2 separate regions of the Mus musculus genome follow, and region 2 is linked to region 1. A link is a contact called in public Hi-C data. All regions are on one chromosome and are shown on one strand. The core of a region is the stretch at or near the end of the contact, and the rest is flanking DNA. Distances in the headings are between cores, read along the strand shown. Region 1 overlaps 9330179D12Rik (RIKEN cDNA 9330179D12 gene). Region 2 has its middle 9.7 kb from the start of Gm52919.

Region 1 (4,798 bases), core at 1,102-3,601:
CTCTTCTGGCCTTCAGGGGCACACACATTTATCTACATGTACATACCCATCCACCTACACATAACTAAAAAGCAATTTAAAAATAAAAAAAAAAAAGACAGTTCCAAGACCTGTTTATAAAGCCCTACGGGGTTAAGATGGCACGGTGTCAGACAGTACTACCATTTGCCTACCAAATAAGTTTTTACCATCAAGTGGGTATCCATCCAGTAGTCCCAAGATTCCCTTCACTTCCTCCTTTGCCTCCTCAGTAGCCTGTTTGTTGTGGTCCATGATGCCCGTGCTTGGGAACACTGCAGAGCTGTGCCATTATCAGCAAAGCTCACCCACAGCACCACCTGAGATGTACCCACGGCTTCTCATTCTCATTCACTCAACAGGCGATGGCCCAACCTCAGACACATGGAATCCATCATCACCTTCAAATGTTGAAACCCTGCCTGCAGGAAATTTGGAGAAAAATGTAGAGGTGAAGTTGGTTTGGCCAAAGTGTAAGTGTGGTTTGGGAGAGGACTTGCAGACCTGAGCCCCATTGGTCTTGTACTAAGCAGCAGTGAGGGCCTTGGGGGCTCTCTAGTTTTCAGAGGATGTATATACACATCCCAGACACTATGGAGACTCTGTACGGAAAGGGAGTGGTGGTCCATAGAAGAGGCTCCTGGTGTTTTGCTAATTAGTTTTTAGCTTGTGACCAAACTCTAAGCTAATAACTTAAGGGCAGAGGGACAGATTTGGGCTCCTAATTTCAAAGGTGTCCGTTCACCATGCTGGGCCCGGCAGAGCAGAGCAGTTTCCTATCACAGTGACCAGGAGTTAGAGATAAAGGAGATTAACACAGTGTTTCTTAACCTTCCTAATGCTGTGACAACTGCGGTGACCTTCAACCATAAAATCGTTGTTACTACTTCATACCTGCAATTTTGCTACTGTTATAAACAATAATGTAAATTTCGGATATGCAGGTGACCCCTGTGAAAAGGCCATTCAACCCCAAAGGGATCACAACCCCTTTGGAATCACCGGATTACAGGACCGGGTCAGGGTATGATGACCCACTTCCTCAACTAAGTCTTGCTTCCTGTACTTCACCACCTACCAATAATGCTATCATTTTAGGAAACTATGATGGGATTAATCCATTGTTGAGATCAGAGCCTCCTGGATCATTGTTCAATAGATCATTAGCAGGCAATCAAACCCCTAACCCATGAGTCTATCAGCAACTTTAATTCTCAAACCTCATTTGCATATGTTCATAGATAACATGTAGCACACTGACTATATACACTCAAAAGATGCTGTGGTAGTACGGCACGACTTCTTACCGCTATTGCTATTGTTAACATTTGGTACTTCAGGGTGTATCTTGGTCCTTTCATATGCTAGGCAAGCTCTCGACCACTTCACCAGCTACATTCCCCCAAGGCCTTTTATTTTGAAGTGACTTATCCAAGAACTTGATGACTGGTTTCAAAAGAAGAGCCAAATTTTCAATGCTCAATGCAATTCTTCTAACTACCCTTAGCTTTTCCTTCCACAGCAAATCTGAGATAATGTATACCATGCTGGGTCTGGAGAGATGGCTCAGCTGTTAAGAGCACCTGCTGCTCTTCCAGGCAGAGAAGCAGAGCTTAGTTCCTAGATCCCATCAGTTTCCAGAAGCCATGTAAGGTGGCTCGCACCTGCCCATAACGCCAGCTCCAGGTGATGTGACATCCTTTCCTAGCTCCTTGGGAACATGAATTTATGAGACCCACACTACTTGCATGCACATAGCCATAAATACAAAATAAACCTTAAAGAATGTCAGCATGACTCAAATGAAGGATCACTCCTTCCCTCACCTCTTCTACCCCATCCCATCCCCAGTAGAACACAAAAGAAAACACTTAGTAGCCCTATGGGGTAGGCAGGTGAGTAACCATTTGAGATCTAGCCTGCTCGATCGATATATACTGTTATAAATCATAATGTAAATATATGATATGCAGGTGCTCTTAGGCGATCCCTGTGAAAAGGTCATTTGACCCCAAAGGGGTGGCAATATATATAAACATAATATAAATGTAGCACACTATAAACAAAAACAGGTTTGCATAAGATCGTTTTAGCTTCTGTCCAAATTGGAGATTCTGCAAGGGGTATCGCCTCTTCTCATTAATGTCACAGTAGCTCTCTTCACAGAAAAATGGAATCGTATCTTAGGAAAATGTGCATGGGGCTGGTGTGGCATGGGTTGGAGAGTGAGAAGGGATATGAGTTGGCTCCAAGCACCCGAAACCCTGCCTTGTCAGAGAGTGGTTAGATTTACATTGTGCAAGTTCCGGAGACTAGAAGAGAGCTGGGGTGGGGGGGAAGCTTTTGCCACAGACAAAACAATGTTTCCTGTCTAATTGGCAGCTCTGGGTTTCTGTGCATGCATGCTACAGTTGCTAGGTCTTCCAGGATGGTTTCCCTTTTCCTCAGTGCACAGTGCTCTTTCCTGCAGGAAAGTCTGTTTTGTCTGGAGTGAGCACACCCACTCCAGGTCTCCTCTATGTGTGTGTGCATGTTTTTCCATCTTTTAACCTTTTTTTCTGTGACACTGGGAATTGAGCCCATGGCCTCATGAATACATTCTAGCACTACTGAGCTACAGTGCCAGGCTCCAACTTCTTACTTTAAACATACTTTTCTTGGCATCTAAAATATGTCCCTGACAGGCAGCACATCATATCTGGAGCATGTTTCTTTACTTGTCTGTTTTCTTTAATTAGAGCATTTATTTAGCCCATTTACAGTTAATGTAATGATTACTAAGGCAGTGTTCGTGTTTGTCCTCTGTCCTATCGTTCTTAGAAAGAATGAGAGGTTTTTTTTTTTTTTTTCTTTTCTCCCATCAGAGTTCCATTTTATGTTTAACAGGTACTATATGGCATTTGAAGTATTTTATTGTTTAATTTTGCAGATATATTGTTTTGTTAGTTTTCTTTTACTGAATATTGTTGGCTTTACAATTAAGATCCTAAAACAACAAAGCGTGAGTAATTACAATTTAACATCAGCATTCAAAAACTTAACACCCGTACACCACTCCCTCTTCTCTGTGCTGTTGTCATTATACAAATTACATCTTTATACATGATGTCATCAATGGCATTTTATAAGTACTAATTAAATCAGAAGAAAATGTTTATATAAAAGAAAAAAATCAACATGTATATTTTATTTTTATTTTCCTGCCTAATTCTATTTGGGTGCCTGGATTTGTGTGGATTTGAGTTACTGCCTAGTGTCCTTTCACTGAGGCTGCAAGAGCTCTCAATATTTCCCCGACTCTCTCCCTTCCTGTGCTAGACATCTAACACAGCACCTCTTTGTGTGCCAACTGTGTGTACTCGCACTGATCCACACTTCTAGCTTCCAGTCGGTACTTTCTATGTGATCCCCTAGCAATAAAGTCTGTCAGTTTTTGTTTATCCGAAAATACCTTAATTCCTCCTTGACTTTCTCTTTGTGCATGTGTTTGTGTGTAATGTGAAATTATGCACGTGCACGCACAGCCGTGTGCATGTATATGTGTGTGTGTGTGCGTAGAGACCAGAGATTGGTGTCAGGTGTTTTCCTCCATCTCCCCCCACCTTCTACACTGAAGTAGGACCTCTCACTTGCCCTCACCCTTGCTGGAGCTCTGTTGAGGCTGTGTTTTTCCTTAAGTGACTTTCCTCTACAGATTGTGTGAAGTCTATGTTTTTGGTCATCTACAACTTCCTCCGAAGGGTCTGTGGGGTTTTCGTGTTCGGGTGATGCTCAGACAGGCAGTTCTTTAAATTGTCTGAGACCATATGTCTCCCAGCCTTTATGGAGGGACTTTGTGTCTGTTACAGCATGCCTTCAGCAATCTGTATACTCTTTAAGGTCTTGGCTTTACTTCACTTTCTGTCCTCAGCTGAAAAGGTGAGTACCTTTGCAAGATTTCCCCCCAGCATATACATAGCCATGCACGTTGCTTTCCATGTCCTTAGAAATACATCAGGAAATACTCAGTGGTTAAATACACTGAGTACTCTTGCAGAGGACGCAAGTTCAGTTCTCAGCACCTACATGGCGGTTTAAGACCATCTGTAAGCCAGGTTCCTAGGGCTCTTAAGCCCTCTCTTCTAACCTTCCTGGGTAGCAGGCACATTTGCCGTGCACATGCATGAGAGCTAAACTCATGTGTACGTAGACTCTGCATGGACAGCACACACACAGGTCAGCTTTCTGGCACCGGAACCAACATGCAAGCTGTTTAGTTTCAAGGAGGAAGGTTTACCTTGGCTCCCCATTTCTGAGCACTCTGCCGGTGATCTTTTGTTCCCACTGCTTTGGGGTCTGTGGTGAGGCAGCACACACCTTGGTAGTCAAGGTGGCCAAGAAGGAGGAGGGGCTGAGTCACTGGGACCCCAATATATTCTTCAAGGAGTCTCTTTCAGGACCTAACATCCTTTGCATACGTCTTACCTTATCCCATTTGCACCAAGCCTTTAACCTAACTGCAGGAGGACAATCAGGGCTCAAACTACATGGGGCCAGCAAGACGGCTGAGAGAGTAAAAGGTAAAAGTGCCTGCTGCCAATTCTGATGACCTGTGTTCGATCCCCAGGACCCATGTGTTGGAAGGTGAGAACCAACTCTGTAAGTTTCCTCTGATGGTCACACAAATACTTTGATATGCACCTCCCCCACCCCAACACATGCACACAATAAATGTTAAAACAAACAAACAAACCCAAAACAACAGCAAAACAAACAAACAAAAACCCTACAACAGCTCTTC
Region 2 (4,798 bases), core at 1,526-4,025, 160 kb before region 1:
ATTTATTTATTTAACATAAGTACACTGTAGCTGTCTTCAGACACACCAGAAGAAGGCATCAGATCTCATTACACGTGGTTGTGAGCCACCATATGATTGCTGGGATTTGAACCCAAGACCTTCGGAAGAGTAGTCAGTGCTCTTACCCGCTGAGCTATCTCACCAGCCCTTGGTTTGGTTTTATACACTGATGTGGTCACGCCTTGTGATTATATAATCACGTTTGTGATTATAGATGTACAGTTGGTTGGAGTTTAGTTGGACTGGTAAAAAGATGGGTTATACCAGTCTTTCCCACACTGGAGTGCAAGCTTTCTTTTATCTTATCAAGGATCTTGCTTTGTAGCCCCAGCTGGGTTTGAACTGAGTCCTCCTGCCTCAGCCTCCCACATGCTGAAATAATAGGTTTGTACCACCAGGCCTAGCTTGGATTATAAGCTTCTGAGGCCAAAGACCACAGCTCATTTTCTTCCCTATTGTAAGCTCATGTGCACAACACATGCCCTACCTAGCACATCAGTTGACCAAAGAGGGTGGGGGGATAGGTCAACCAACTCTTCATTGTAGGAAAGCTTTCAGGAAGACCAGATGCCGAGTGCTCTTTCTTCAACCAAGGGCCACCGCTCCTCACTCCCTTCTAATCAGGCTCCACTCAGCCAGCTGGTGGTATGGTGGAGCGGTGTGAGCAGGTCTGCATGTCTATGGGTACTTAGGGTCAGCTAGCTTCTAGATCCTGGCCAAGAGAATGGTACCCAGAAAAAGTCTCATGTCATGTATAGAACTTACTGCCCCGAGCACCCTTCTTTAGAAGGGTTGTTGCTAATCTAAAGGAACATTGGCAATATACTTGTTTGTTTGTTTGTTTGTTTTTGATTTTGATTTTTGAAACATGGTCTCATGTAACCCAGGCTGGCCCCAAACTAGCTATGATTTATGACACAAACACACACACACACACACACACACACACACACACACACACGGCATTGTGTGTTGAGGAATCCATCTTTTAGCCTAAGACAAAGATCAAGCTAAGCTTGCTTCAGTTTGGGCATGAAAAGAACAAATTATCCAGATGGACGACTTGCTTCAAGGGAGGCTCTGGATGGCGAGTGATCTCTAGGCTCTCAAGAAGGGCCTTGCTCTCCACAGAAGTTTGTTTACCTTTGGGTTGCTTGGCTTAGGTTAGATGTCCCATCATACTTGCAGAACGAATAAATGAATGGACCTTTTACCCATCTGGAAAGAACAAAGCTACCTTATCCACATGAGACAGGCTTATGTTTGAGCATTGATTTGTGACTCCCCTCAAGATACATTATTCAATAATCTAATTTTCTAACAGAAACGATGGAGCAGAGCCAGGTTCTAGCACCCTTTACCTCTACAACCAGGCTCTGCTTCTCAGACTTTTTCTTTTCTTTCTAAAAATAACTTCAATTTAATAATTATCACATGCTAGGAACTAAAGAGGTGCACAAAACAAACCAACAGTGGTTCCTATCCTGTCTAACAGAAGAAACTACAATTGTGGTTTGGGATGCCACATAAATGACAGCAACGGGACCTACAGAAAATTAAGGCACAGAGAGAATGGACCATTTCTGCAGAGACCTGGAAAACAGACAAGGGAAGAAACATGGTGTGTCTAAGTGATGGGGCAGGTGGTGCAAACGCTAGAGGCAAGCAGAGGGGATATGAAACTGTGCTGCACAGCTGGACAGAAGGGAGGCTGGAAGGGAAGAGAGGACCCTCTGTTTTGACTCAATGGCTAGATGCCATGTGCCAAATAAGAAAGCACTTGGGGGGTTCTGTGGGAAATCGGAACAGAGGGACTGGAATCAAACCTCAACGTTCCTTGCATACTCCAGATAAGAACCAGGCTTTGAGCCAGGGCCTGGGAAGAGGGCTGGCCTACATATCTCATTTTAGAGATGAGCAAACAGGACTGGGAGCTCTAGGTCTTCAGTGACACGCTTGCTTGGCCCGCAGGAGACCCTGGGTTTGATCCACAGCACTGCATAAAACCAAGTGTTAACTGTATAGTCCCACAATCCCAGCAACCGGGAGGTGGATCAGACATTTTAGGTCATCCTCAGTAGATTTAAGGCCAGCCTGGGACACACGAGACACTATCTCAAAAACAACCCCATACAACAAAAAAATGTATTTAGGTTGACAGAAGACAAGAGCTACGGTTGTGCCGGGCATAAAGGGCTCATGCCTGTAATCTTTCCTGCACTTCCACTCTAAAGGCTAGGGTAGAAAAAAAAGCCCTCACAAATTCTAGGCCTCCCTGAGCTGTAGGGTGAATTCTTTCTTGGCCAGCCAAGGCTAGGAGAGAACAGCCTTGTCTCAAATGAAGATGGCACGCTGATTCCTGGATCAGGCAGTGGCCAGGCCAGAACCCTTTCACTTCTTTGGGGTGATACCCTGGCCGGCTTGCCCTCTGCTGGGGTTCTGGTGGTGATGTCACGGAATGACTAATGGGAGCGGGACTTGCAAGCATCCTGATAGCAGAGGGGTCGCCCAGACCGGGGCCCCTGGAAGCGTGGGGCGGCAGCCCAGGAATGCACCCTAGCCTGCCTGAAGCCTGCACTCTCCCAGGCCCTACGGCGGGCTCCCGGGTAGGTGGCTCCGCCTTGGATCTTTTGCTTCCCTTAGCAGGCCTTACCTGCCTAAACAAACAGCCTGGGCCTCCCACCCGCTGCACGCCCGCCCCCGGGACAGGAAACAAGCGGTGACAGCTCCCGGCCCGCGCCTGCCGCCGACCCGCAGCCGGGTTAGCAACCCGGCGCCGCGGCGCTGCGATTGGCTGAGCGTGGCCCAAGAGGCGCCGCGCCGCTCCAATGGGCGGCCGCCGGAGGCCGCGGGGAGCGAGGTTTTACATGCCTGTGGTATTTGCTCAGAGGGGCATGACCACTTTGGGCAAGTCTTTAAATGTGAGTCAGCTTTCGGCTGATCCCTGGGAAAAATTCCTTCGGTGTTGTCAGGCAGGGTTCGCTAGCTGTAGCTTTTTTTTTTTTCCGCCCCCAACAATTCAAAAGGGATAATCCTACTGAATGGGGGAAGGCATTCGGACCCTGTCCGGGGTCCCCAACCAGAGGCCCCTTTAACTCTGAGGTGGGGCCCCTCCTCGAAGCTGATTTCTGCAGGGTCAGGACCCTAGCCCTCTTCCCCCCACCGCCCCCATCGCGTGCCCCATAGCGACTTCAGCATTGCACACAAGGGCCAGGGGGCACCCAGGCCTCAGGGGACGCAGCGCCATAAGACAGCAGGAAGGCTTGCTTCCCAGGGCTGCCTCTTGGCCCTCTCAGATTCCAGGCTTGGATCCAGCATAGGGGTGGTCACTTACCACCTCTCTAAGCTTAGATTCCTCTTTGGCAAAGCAAAAGACTTATGCTAGTTTGGTCTTTCCAGCTTGCTTGGGCAAGCCCTTTTTGCATTCTTGGCCTCAGTTTCCACGGAAGAGGGTCAAGTTGATGTGGAAGCGTCCCGAAGCATCCTTCCAGTTCTATTTGTGCCCCTCGGGAAGCCCACGAGCTTGGGGTTCACACAGCCCGGTTTCTCACTACACAACTGCGGAGAGACGCCACGTGTCATCTCAGAGACATCCAGCAGCCGGGTGTGAAGGGGGTGGGGGCCACCAAAAAAAAAAAAAAAAAAGGCTAAAGGCTGAAGGAAATAAGCAGGCACTTGAGGATTTACGTGTAATTTGGTTTTAAATGAACATCTTGTGCAGAAGAAGAGGCAATTTGGCACCTGCTGCTGGTGAGTTAATAGCTTAGGCACTTGGTAACGGCCACAATACTGCGAAGAGACCATTAGTGGATGTGGCATGTGGCAGAGCGTTATGGGCAGGGCTGCTAGCTTGGGAAGCCTCCCTCGGAAGACAAGGCAGGCGGCAGTGCTTTGCCTGCTTTAGGGGGCTTTAGTGGAGCCCTTAAAGCCTTGCATTTCATGGGAGCACAGGGTGCTTCTCTGTGTTACCAGCGTGGTTTGCCATAAAAAGCTCTGTTCTCTGCTGCTCATCGGCTGTGACCATGGGCAGGTCACTAGCCTGCCTTGGTCTCCTCTTCCCTAGCTGTAAAGATGTGTTAATCCCATTGCCTTCCTAACATCCCCTGACCTCCCCAAGCCCTGATCTCCATGATTAAATATATACACCATTACTTTAGAACTGCTGAACACCGGGGCTCTTTAGGCAGTTATTTATGTTGAAGTTTTTGTTTGTTTGCTTGTTACAATATTTATTTGTTTGTTTATTTATTTGAGATGCTGCTTATGGCAGCCAGAAGACAACTTTCTCTCTTTCCATCCTGTGATTTCTGGAACTGGAACTCAGGTCATCAGACTAGGTAGCCAGTGCCTTTACCACCCCCACTTCCCAAGTCATCTTTGCCAGCCCTTCAGCATTATTTTTAAGTAGATGGTGGTAACAAATTGTTCATCCCATTCTACAGATGGATAGAAATTGGGTGTCTGCTGCCCATCAGCTGAGACTGCCACAGAGCACTTGTTTGGTAACAAGGTTTCCATGTCGGCCTGGGAATCAGTATTGTTTCCTTCATTTCTTCACATTGGAGCTTGCCCTGCCTTGGCCCCCTCAGCTGGCCACCATTCCCCACCCCACCCCCATCTTCATGTCTCCACCTCAGCTAGCTCCTTCCAACATCCTCTGAGTCAAATGGATTGTGCTGCACCTTGGACAAGCTTGTAGACCTTGGTAAAGAAAATGAAGCCAAACCAGACGGGACAATTTCTTTCTCACCCCTTCAGATCTCCCTGCTTCTGTGAG

What was found. Hi-C and Micro-C count contacts between places; a contact is called where the count stands out from the background.
Region 2: a contact with region 1 is called in a Hi-C map of bone marrow-derived macrophages, with 41 read pairs. The contact joins two enhancer-like sites. A contact is called at or near these places in 13 of 39 promoter capture datasets (the HPC-7 cell line, HPC-7-derived erythroid cells, cranial neural crest and 8 more), 29 of 484 Hi-C or Micro-C datasets (the C2C12 cell line, CD4 T cells, CD8 T cells and 17 more), 38 of 115 datasets of contacts at active chromatin or transcription factors (CD8 T cells, the HPC-7 cell line, VIP interneurons and 27 more) and 1 of 9 other capture datasets (macrophages).

Annotation. Positions count from the first base shown.
Region 1 is chr6:127,163,389-127,168,186 of GRCm38.p6, reverse strand. All of the region lies in intron 1 of 9330179D12Rik (RIKEN cDNA 9330179D12 gene), which reads right to left. It also overlaps the pseudogene Gm18995. Among named protein-coding and RNA genes, the nearest start is that of Ccnd2, 15 kb to the right of the region's middle. Within about 2 kb of position 2,351, at least 15 of the 459 cell types and tissues checked have an H3K27ac peak or open chromatin away from gene starts, as enhancers often do. A contact at or near this core is called in the HPC-7 cell line, bone marrow-derived macrophages and effector CD8 T cells, where this site is marked.
Region 2 is chr6:127,328,413-127,333,210 of GRCm38.p6, reverse strand. No RefSeq gene overlaps it. Among named protein-coding and RNA genes, the nearest start is that of Gm52919, 9.7 kb to the right of the region's middle. Within about 2 kb of position 2,775, at least 227 of the 459 cell types and tissues checked have an H3K27ac peak or open chromatin away from gene starts, as enhancers often do. A contact at or near this core is called in the HPC-7 cell line, bone marrow-derived macrophages and effector CD8 T cells, where this site is marked.